Linked DNA regions of Bombyx mori: region 2 is linked to region 1. Evidence: chromatin contacts called from public Hi-C data. All regions are on one chromosome and are shown on one strand. The core of a region is the stretch at or near the end of the contact, and the rest is flanking DNA. Distances in the headings are between cores, read along the strand shown. Region 1 overlaps LOC101736084 (MAP7 domain-containing protein 1). Region 2 holds the start of LOC101736084 (MAP7 domain-containing protein 1).

What was found. A called contact is a pair of places that touch in the nucleus more often than the background predicts.
Region 2: a Hi-C map of midgut shows a contact between it and region 1, with 2.7 times the contacts expected there. The contact joins the promoter of LOC101736084 here to the enhancer-like site in region 1. A contact is called at or near these places in 2 of 7 Hi-C or Micro-C datasets (midgut and whole pupa).

The regions. Positions count from the first base shown.
Region 1 is chr7:1,994,019-1,999,390 of ASM3026992v2, reverse strand. It overlaps LOC101736084 (MAP7 domain-containing protein 1), which reads left to right. Exons shown (of 16, transcript XM_062669326.1): 4 at 2,252-2,346; 5 at 3,448-3,633. Among protein-coding and RNA genes, the nearest start is that of Mir3252, 16 kb to the left of the region's middle. Within about 2 kb of position 3,555, at least 4 of the 8 cell types and tissues checked have open chromatin away from gene starts, as enhancers often do.
Region 2 is chr7:2,035,506-2,040,543 of ASM3026992v2, reverse strand. It overlaps LOC101736084 (MAP7 domain-containing protein 1), which reads left to right and starts at 3,029. Exons shown (of 16, transcript XM_062669326.1): 1 at 3,029-3,171. The coding sequence starts at 3,126. It overlaps LOC134199130 (a long non-coding RNA gene), which reads right to left and starts at 4,556. Exons shown (of 3, transcript XR_009973483.1): 1 at 3,328-4,556; 2 at 2,107-3,044; 3 at 1-1,062.

The sequences.
Region 1 (5,372 bases), core at 2,306-4,805:
TTGTACGTTATTTAAGGTAATTGTACTCTATAATTTATGTGAACAATAAAGTACACGAAACTACTTTATTTGGCATGATTCGGTTGCTCTGGAATTTTGAAAAGTTTAGCCATATGTATTTTTTCGTTAAGCGAAATACATCATTTGTTCAATCGATGTCGCCGCTCGTCAACGCCACATCACCTAAGCATTCTTTTTTTTAACAAATATTTCGGAACGGAACTTAACCTCAAATTTTAACAATGTTACTGTCATTAATTTGCTCAATTAATATATAGTATTTAAACATAATAATAATAAAAAATAAATTATATTTTATTTTAATACGATGTACTTTTTTTACCTACCTTTAATAACCAATGTACTTTATCTGCAAAAAAAAACGTGGCAACCCTAACTGTATCGTATGTTTTGTCAATTAATTTTGCATAAATACAGTGTAATATTGATTCTTCGTATTTTCAAGTTTATTGAACTTAATTCAAAATGAATTCACGATTCGCAGTTCGTTTACGTTTTTACAGAATAATTCCATTAGTTTCTTTATTACATTGTCTATGAATTTTTTGTTAGTATTATATAAAATTAAATAAACTCAATTTTGTTTCCTTTTTTCTTTCAAATCTTAAAAGCATAACTAACCTAAGCTATAAAAACTAACATGAATTCTGGATGCCAATATTTGCCTAGAATGACGTTGGAACGAAAAAAAAAATTGCTTCGCAAACATTGCATGTGGAATGAATTTATATAAGAAAATCTAGAACACATTTCAGCTGAATATAAATTTTAAGCTTTCAGAATAATTATTTATTTATTTATTTAGTTATATTTTATTTATGTTACGTTATATAATCATTTAATAACTTGAACAAGTACGAGTGATCGTGAATTAATAAAATTGTTTTAAGAGAATTTCAAATTATTTTAGTGTGTTTTCAAATAAAGTAGTGAAGAAATGTCGTTCTTATCGAATTTCACAATAAAGAGCTTTATAATATATTTATTTATTTATTTTTCTGTTATGTTATGAGGAGTATCTAGTCATTTTTATTTGATTAAAAAAAAGTACTAAAAAACAAACCAAGCAACAATAAGCCTTAACAGCCTGGCCACGGGACATTCGCCGATGCGAATATTCGCGCGGTGCGAACGGCGAAGCGTCTAGCGACTAAAACAAGCGCATAGAAATGTACCTAACAAGCCACGCGCACCGGCGACCGGCGAAGCGACCGGCGAAATGTACCGAGCGAATCGCGCGATGCGGCGGGCGAGCAAAACAAATGCATGAATACGGACGGCGCGAGCCACGGAGTCGAGCGGTAGTCGCGGCGAATAGTGCAGTGATTAAATGAGTTTAGTTGTTTTCGCCGCGAAAAATTAACGCCGAAATTTTTATATTTTTTATTTATTTTTTATTTTATATTTTTAAAGTCGTCGTGGCCTAACGGACGTCCGGTGCAATCGTGTTGAGCGATGCACCGGTGTTCGAATATCAGGCGGGTACCAATTTTTGTAATGAAATACGTACTCAACAAATGTTCACGATTGATTTCCACGGTGAAGGAATAACATCGTGTGATAAAAATGAAATCTTCAAAATAATAATTTGCGTAATTACTGGTGGTAGGACCTCTTGTGAGTCTACACGGGTGGGTACTACCACCCTGCCTATTTCTGCCGTGAAGTAGTAATGCGTTTCGGTTTGAAGGGTGAGGCAGCCATTATAACTATACTTGAGACCTTAGAACTTATATCTCAAGGTGGTTGGCGCATTTACGTTGTGGATGTCTATGGGCTCCAGTAACCACTTAACACAAGGTGGGCTGTGAGCTCGTCCACCCATCTAAGCAATAAAAAAATAAAATAGCTGAAATACTAGCTAGACCAGCTATTTGGAAGTCTAGCCACCCAAAGTATTTCTCGTACTTCTTGTGGAATTCTCCATCTATAGGTATACTCCGATTCTTATTCAAATCATGTACTTCACAATCTTTTCCAAATAATAGGTCCTGAACCAAAAAACTATTAATTTGTAAGCAATATCGAGATAATTTCGATATAGACATTTCGCTGTCGGACTTCCTTACTAGTCGCGGCGGCGAACGTGAGTACCCGTGGCCTGCAAACGGTGTTGCGCGAATGGTCGCCTCGCCCACCGCTTCGCTGTTCGCACCGCCGATCCCCGTGGCCAGGCCGTAACTCTAATTAAATGGAACCTATTTTCACATGTTTCTTCGGCGTATTACAGGGCGGCATCAACAACGAACGTGATGTTCACATCTGCGCCGCTCACGAGACGAGCTTCAGCACTGCAACTTGACTCTTCAGACACCGACACTAAAGGTTAGTTTCGAATACAATTAAATCAAAAATGTCTCAGAACATTCGAGTATAAAAACCTTTTAAGTATAACAATCGAAAATCGAATAAAATGTATTATGATGAATGTTTATGAAATTAAAAATAGTACAATTCATAGTATTAATAGGCAAAATAAATATTTACACCCTATCACTCAAATGTACCCAAACGAACTAAAGGATATGCACCATCTTGACAATGTCGCTTGATATCTTCATAATTATTATGGCCGAAATACTGCTTACTTATTCACAAGCTTAGTAGACCTTGCTATATGCAGCAGCTTATGAGAAACTAGCAAGCCGAGCGAACCGGGCTTTTGCCTTTTTGCACGATACTTCGCCTACGTAAACATTTGTTTAAATTAATTAATATGCGTTTTTCTCATTTCGTGCCGCCAAAGGACTGATGGTCATGAGTTTGTGTAAGTATCGATATTTTCATTATAAATGTATTGAGTTATAAATACAGCCATTCTTCAATGTCCTTGTCTAGGATGTACAATTTTAAATGCTCGACAAACGTGCATCAGTATCGTGGCCAATGCTTTATTACAAACGAACAAATAGGAAACAACAAAACGAAAAAAAAACAATAAGGTTTTTAATTCAATTTTTAATTGGAAATATAGTAGGAAACAGGAATTCACTGTGACCTATAGACATTTTACCTCAAGCACTGGTCACTGTCCTCGCCGAACCCGTCGCTTACGACGAAGGGCTCGACGAGTAAATTAACCCATAGACACAGCCCACTGAGTTTCTGGCCGGATCTTTTCAGTTGGTCGCGTTTCCGATCCGGTGGTAGATTCTGCGAAGCACTGCTCTTGCTAGGGCCAGTGCTAGCAACGCTCCGCTTGAGCCTCGTGAGCTGTTCGGCGACTCTAGAATAACCTCTGGTTACTAGAATAGGCAGAAAAAAAGACATCTGTTTCAACTCTTGCGGCTTTACAAAGGTAAAAGACAGACGGGTAGGGTAACGTGGCCGTATCTTAACATTGGTCACCTGACGGGCTACCATCGTGCAAGATCATTTGGCCCGGTCACAGTAGCACAAGAAGTGACGGAAACTTATGGTTTCCAGACGAGCCGGACCGGCAGCCGGCGCCGGCGTGGACGTCAGTGGCGCGTCGCCGCACCGACCTGGTGCCGACCGTGCCGCTGGGCCGCGCGCCAGGTAGGGCCCACTCCATGACCAGACTCGACCGTCTGCCCTCAGCCCGGCCCTTACACTCGGCGTCGCCCTCCATGCACCATCTCAACAGGACCCGTAAGAACTGTTTGCGCCTCAACGATGGCTTCGCTTTGGGTGATGGCTGCGCGCTTCGTTGGTTTGGTTCGGCCTCTGTTGATACGTCAACGACTTGGGCAGCTTGGTCTTTTCGTCATTCCACAATGACGTCACGAAAACAAAAACGTCATTATTGGCGCAATATGTGACAAGTCTTAATAAAGAATATCTCGCTCAAAGGGGGGGACAACTTTTCGGTTTAACTGTTACTAACGCGACGCTTTACAGGGTGGTCGTTTGGCGTTTCATTGAATAACAATTGTATCTAAAATAAGTGCTTTGCTTTATGAGATTCTTCAAACGTGAGTTTTGGGAAAAGCGGACCTTCGCAGTCCGGTATTAGGGCTAAAATGATTTCAGATTCTTCTTGTATTTTAACCGGTTTTCTCAATTCGTTCTTAATGTAAGTTAAGTGTATAGCCACTATCCAGCAACGCATTGGTGAGCATTATGTTCGGGGCTTATGTTCTTCCTTGGATTTTAGGGTACTTGTCATTAAAAGGTGAAGGTAAGACTGAATTTTTAAATTTGCACCGTTTCTTTTAATTTCTTTTGGCGCACAAGGGTTCGGATGTGCACAAATTTTCTTTGTTTTTCTTTATGCTTAATTCACTTTTGATTTGGGTATTATTTTAAATACGTCGAATAAATTGAAATGTACTTGTGAAACTATCTAGTGGTTACAATTAATTTAATTTTACTAATTTCTTGAAAATATATAAACCAATATGATACCATAAATCAGTGCTAGTATTAAGCACTGTGATTGAATTTCACAGTAATGTAGTTGAATGAATTGAATAAGTAAAAATATTTGAACGTCAACTTTGTTAAAAAGAGATATTTAAACTAATGATTCAGATACAATACTATACTCTATTTTTTGTTTTTTTTTAACACGTATCAACACCGTAACAATGTAACAATAACTATGTACACACTAAAGCAAACCATGAATTCTTTTAGTGACTTGTAATACTCAACATTACGCTAAGCATGGATAATAATAAAATGAACTAATTAGTAATTGAGTAAGAGTTATTTTTTTAAAACATAAATTATTAATATAGTTATTAAGATAAATAATTGTTTTAATCTATCTGGTATTTTTTGTGATTTATAAAATTTTAGACACACACACACCCACAAGTGTGGGCGTATGTTTAAATATAAATTAAAATTGTATATTACGGATTCTAATCAATGATTAGACTAAAAATATTTGATTTGACATTGACGGTAGTCAGAAAAATTCTCTTTGTTTTCAACGAAATATGTACTCTTAATTTGACACAATACAATACAAAACAGGCTTTTGAACTACGCTCAAGTTATTTGCCTCGGTTTAACAGTAACGAAACCGCGGATCACATCTGCTATTCATCTACATCTACAGTCTCAAGTTGTATAATGTAATATAATAATATATAATAATGTAACTCAGTTTTAACTAAAGATGATTTACGATGCGTGTGTCAAAGTATTAACACATAGAAAAAAAACATTGATTTGAATGTCAACACTCACTGCAACACAAGACAAGCGAACGTAACGTCGTATTGTCAGTCGTACTACGTACGTATTGTAGTAGAGTATCGCAGCCCACTGAGTTTCTCGCCGGATCTTCTCAGTGGGTCGCGTTTCCGATCCGGTGGTAGATTCTGCGAAGCACGGCTCTTGCTAGGGTTCGTGTTAGCAACGTCATCAGGTTTGAGCCC
Region 2 (5,038 bases), core at 1,780-4,279, 42 kb before region 1:
TTAACACTTTCACTATTAGTAACCACTATTACACTGAAAACACTCGCATTACTAATATTGAATATTAAAATTTACTAAACAAAACATTATCTCGCACACATTGTTTTTTTTTGGTTCACAACAAAATGATACTAAGTAAACAAAATAAAAATTGTTATCAAATATCGAAATTGGCGCCAATTTCTGACAGCTGTTTCGCGCGCAACGAACGCGTTTGAAAGTCGAACGTAAACTGCGGCTTGCAAGTCAGTGTGAGTGGCCAGTGATACAGGTGGCTAGGTGGGTGCTCACCCAAGGCGCATAGTTTATGTATATTATTTTGTGCAAGTCTATGCGCAGAGTGCAGACTAGTAAATCGATTCAATTAGTGACCTTTCGTCTTTACTTGAATTCGTCATTACTGTTGCATAGAATTTTCAAGAGGATTTCAGGTTTTTTTTGCAAGCGTCGACGGATTGTGTGTAGAAATCTGTTTGATGCCGTTGTGTTTGAATCGTTAATTAAATATTTTTAAACGCACTCAAATATTTCTCGATTCCAGCAAATCATCATTTTTTCCAATGGTAAAATATTTTACTAACGCAAACAACTGTCCTATGGAGAATATTTCATTTTCAAACTGGAATGCACAACAATTTCTTCGTGGCATAAAAATGGCAGTATAGTGAAACCTACTCATGCGAGCTCCGATATACTCTTTTTTGAGTCGGTTGGAGACGGTAGGCAAAGCATGAGCAACGGAGTCTCTAATCCACGTATCGTCGGACTGGCGAAAATTGGCGCCATGACCACAGAGCCTCTCGGTTAAAAGACACTCAACCCAAAACCCGCCTAGACGACACCGTTGGCTCCAGTCCCCGGGAAACTTCGCTGAGCAGAAGCCAGGATGGATGGGAAAGAGTGCGGTCATCTGGTTACTTAGCAAGACGCGTGTAGAAGTTATCTTATTGGGTTCCTTCCTCGTCAGTCTCAGAAAATCAGCATATGGGGAGGTCCCGCTGCGCTCTGACTAGCTTGGTGGTGGAATAGTTATCCCCTAACTACTAGGATGTGGATTTGATGCTGAAATCGGGCAAACATTCATATGACGACTTATAAATCAGATATGGCTGCAGCCGACTTCTTTCTTTTTCCTAAACTAAAATTACCACTTCCTGGCACCCGTTTTCATTTAGTTAGAAGACGTAAAGGAGAATTCGCGATGAGAGCTGAACCCAAATCCGGAAAAGCATTTAAAAATGTTTTTGGTTTGGTATTAGGCTGGGGAAAAGTTTATTCGTATTTTTTAAGAAAATTCACAACATTTTTTAATATAGTTCATATAAAATTAACTAAAGTATGTAGGTAAGTACCATTTTGTTCGATAACTTTTTGCCATCTTGTAGGTAGGAACATGATCCCATTGCTATAGAAATTTTGGGGATTCTGATCAAAATACCGCCACAATTGGTTTTGGCAGTCCTCTCGTGATGTTAACCTGACACTGCCTAAAGGATTCTGAAGAGACCGAAACAGGTGGAAATCTGAAGGTGTAAGTTCAGGACTATACGGCGGATGCATTAACACCTCCCAGCCAAGCTCTAAAGGTCTAGCGTTATGATGAAAAACCACACCCCTTCTGTTGATTAATTTCGGCCGCTTTCTCTAAACTTCTTGCTTTAATCTCATCAGTTGTTCTCATCTCTAATCTAATCTATCTAATCTAATCTAATCTGCTCTAATCCCATCAGAGTAGTAAGAAAAATGAAATGCAGCGTAAAATAATAAGCGAATAAAATTAAATAAAGCGAGATGAGATGGGATGAATTAGTCTCATTAAAATGTTGGTTATTTAATGAGACTTCAATTCTCAGATTTTTTTGCCCACGTCCAGCAACTTGGTTTCATTTCCTTACATTGTGCACTTTCACAAATGCCAAACGGTTAATAAACTACCGTTATAAACATTTAAACCTGACATACAAAATCCTCCAGAATGGCGCTAACATAGGCACAGGGTATGATATGAATTGAGCAGTTGTTAACTGATTGAAGTATGCTGAGTTATGAAATTTAATATATTTAATGACTAGAGTAGTTAGTGACAATGTAATATACAAGCCTTACATGTTTACGTAGTCCAAACGAATTTCGTCAATATAACCTAAAATTATTGCTATGGTAAAACGTGGAGACATCGATTGCATTTTCTCATCAGCTAAATAAAATACTTTTTGTGATTTTGTAGTGCTTACAGTTCTTTCGTCCTTTTTTCATTTCTCTATCTTATTGTAATAACTTTCAGCGCCTTTTTTTAAATTTAACCGGTTGCTACTGTAGCGCCACCCTTATATAGCTGATTTTAACGGACACTGTCACACACAAAGACGCTTCTCCTCACCTCTACCCTCCATAATACACACATCATAGTTTAACACTGATAGCAAACATCACAAAATGTTTCAAAATTTTGCTCAAAAAATGCTCTGCTGTAAGACATCTTGTAGCCCATAGCAAAATTTAAACTAGAAATATAAGAAGATGACACTAGATGGCATTCTAAAATGTCTATTTCTACACTAGATGGCGCAAGTTTCATTTTAAATAACAGTTAATTTTTAAAGAATCGTTTTTGTTTTTTTTGTTATATTACAGACCATAAATATTGGGTTAAATGCGAAGGGCACATTTAATTAATTAAAAAAAGTTTTAATTAATATCAATTTAACAGCTTGACAATAATGACTGATGAGTGTACAGAGGAGAATGTCATTGCGTCGTCATTTAAAATATTTTGGGATTTGGAAAATAACAGTCAAACTAAGTATAAAATGGAACGTATTCCAGTTGTAATAGCATTTTTTTTAATGCACAATTAAATCATAAATAATTAAAATTTTTAAGTAGTCGATGACGACATCATCGATAATATTTAACAAACGAATGAAGGTCGTTCGTCGCCATCGTAGTCTTTCTGTTCCGTCATCCTTACTCGTTGGCTGTTTGGTTTGGCATTTGGTAGTGAACGGAACGAAGTGTCGTTGTATAGATTGCTCGTTGACTGGCTGAAAATAGTGAACCAAAGTATGAGTTTTCGAAATATGTTCGAATAAAAAGTGTTTAGTGAGTGACTGTCATCCAGCAAGATGGTTGATGACGTGAGAAATATTAACGAAACCGCTGAAAGCAAAGGTATATGTGCAATTATAGTTGAAAATGTGTTGAACTAGTGATAAAATGTGATTGAAAAATCATGTAACCCTAACCGTGTCGTGGCCCCACGTCGCGGTTTGGTACCGCTTTCGAGAACGTCTAGTGTAATATTCGGTCCAGTGTTTTGTTTTTTACCTATATTTGGATGTCTTTTTAACGTCGTGGTATGTTCTATTATTAGAAAAATGCTTGCCAGACGGTGCGTAGTCAGGAATGTGTCCAAAATGATTGAATCCTCCAAATGTCAATTGAGTACTTCGTGATCTTTTTCAACATTGTGTTGTTTTTTTTGGTGACGAATGTCGATTTTACTGTAAATTTTCTCTTCAGTTTGAGCGGTTTCATTTTGCTGACGTCCAATAAATATCTTGTTGACTTGATGATGCAGATATTTGAGTCATAGTCTACATACGACTGACGTAAATATATGTACATATTCTAATATTTTGCATAAAACTTGCACCTGATTCTGACAGAATCTTATCAGAGTATATGAAACAGATAACATATTATCTATTTTATTTAATGTATAATGCATAGGCAATGAATCAAAAATACATCAGCACCTACAGGGTAATTGCCTACAATCTATAAATGATAAAAAAGATTAAAAGTATTACATTGAAATATTGATAAACTGTAATGTTTGGAAGCACAAAAGAAACTAGCATATATTTAAATCAATAAAACCAACTTAGCTTAATAACATAATCATGAGAAAGCTATATGTAAATGTAATGATACCACAAAGTATATAAGTAGTACAAGTATATACACTACAATTTTTGCTCAAATATTGAAAAATATATTTAAATAGGAACATAAGAGAAGCAAGGATCTAGATTCATAAATCAAATTCAAGTAAGAGATAAAAAAGTAAAGGAAACGTATAACGCTAACAAATGTGAAGATAGAAAATTCAATTCAAATTTGTTGATACAAATAATACATTGGCTATTTTTTTAAATTTATTTAGAAGTTAATAACTGAATTGACTTTTATCAATTTTCTAAAGACATTAATTTGAAAGTATACCATTAGTAATTTTTATAAATGCCAGAATCCGTTTATCAATCGTAGAGTTCTTAGGTAGCATTAAAAAAATGGAATTGGGAATTTCAATATTTTTTTTAAGTCAGTTATCAGCAGTTTTCCATGACAGATAATTTTTTTATGATGACCACTCAGTATGTATCATCTTAAAATACTCTTTGTGTTTCTGAAGTCTTGACAATGTAAAACTAATTTAAACAAAACTAGTAAGGATTGCGATTTTTTCACAGTAAAAATCTTTGAGGCCTTCGAAGTAACTACAATTTGCTACAGAAATCAGCATAATATTTTGTGTAGGTTTTGTTTTGTATTTTTCTTGTGCTGGGCCTGTTCCTGTGAAATAAATGGGTATTCTGAGTGTAGTCTTAGTTGATATTGAATCTAAAATCTCACCGCTATTTATTACTTTTTGTGTGTAAATAAATATAGAATAAGGCGCAATACATTTTCTATTGTGTAAACAGATTGTGTTCTGACAGATGTTTTCCGACTGAACAATTAGGTGATCAGGTTTTTTTTTTTTGTGGCCGTGCTTACCACTCTCTCATTGCTCATAAATTCAGAACTACTGAAATCCTTAATATGTAATATGAATTTTGTTCATTATTACCCAAGGTTTGCAGCCTGTATACACTTTTGATACTATCTTTTCATTTACCTTTTGATATCTTTAAATTGCTGGTTAGTAAAAGTCGGACTGCACTTAGGTTCATTATGAAGCATATAAATGCTGTTTTAATTTATGCTATTTTGTTTTTGAACTCGATCTGATTGATTGATTACTGTTTTAAAA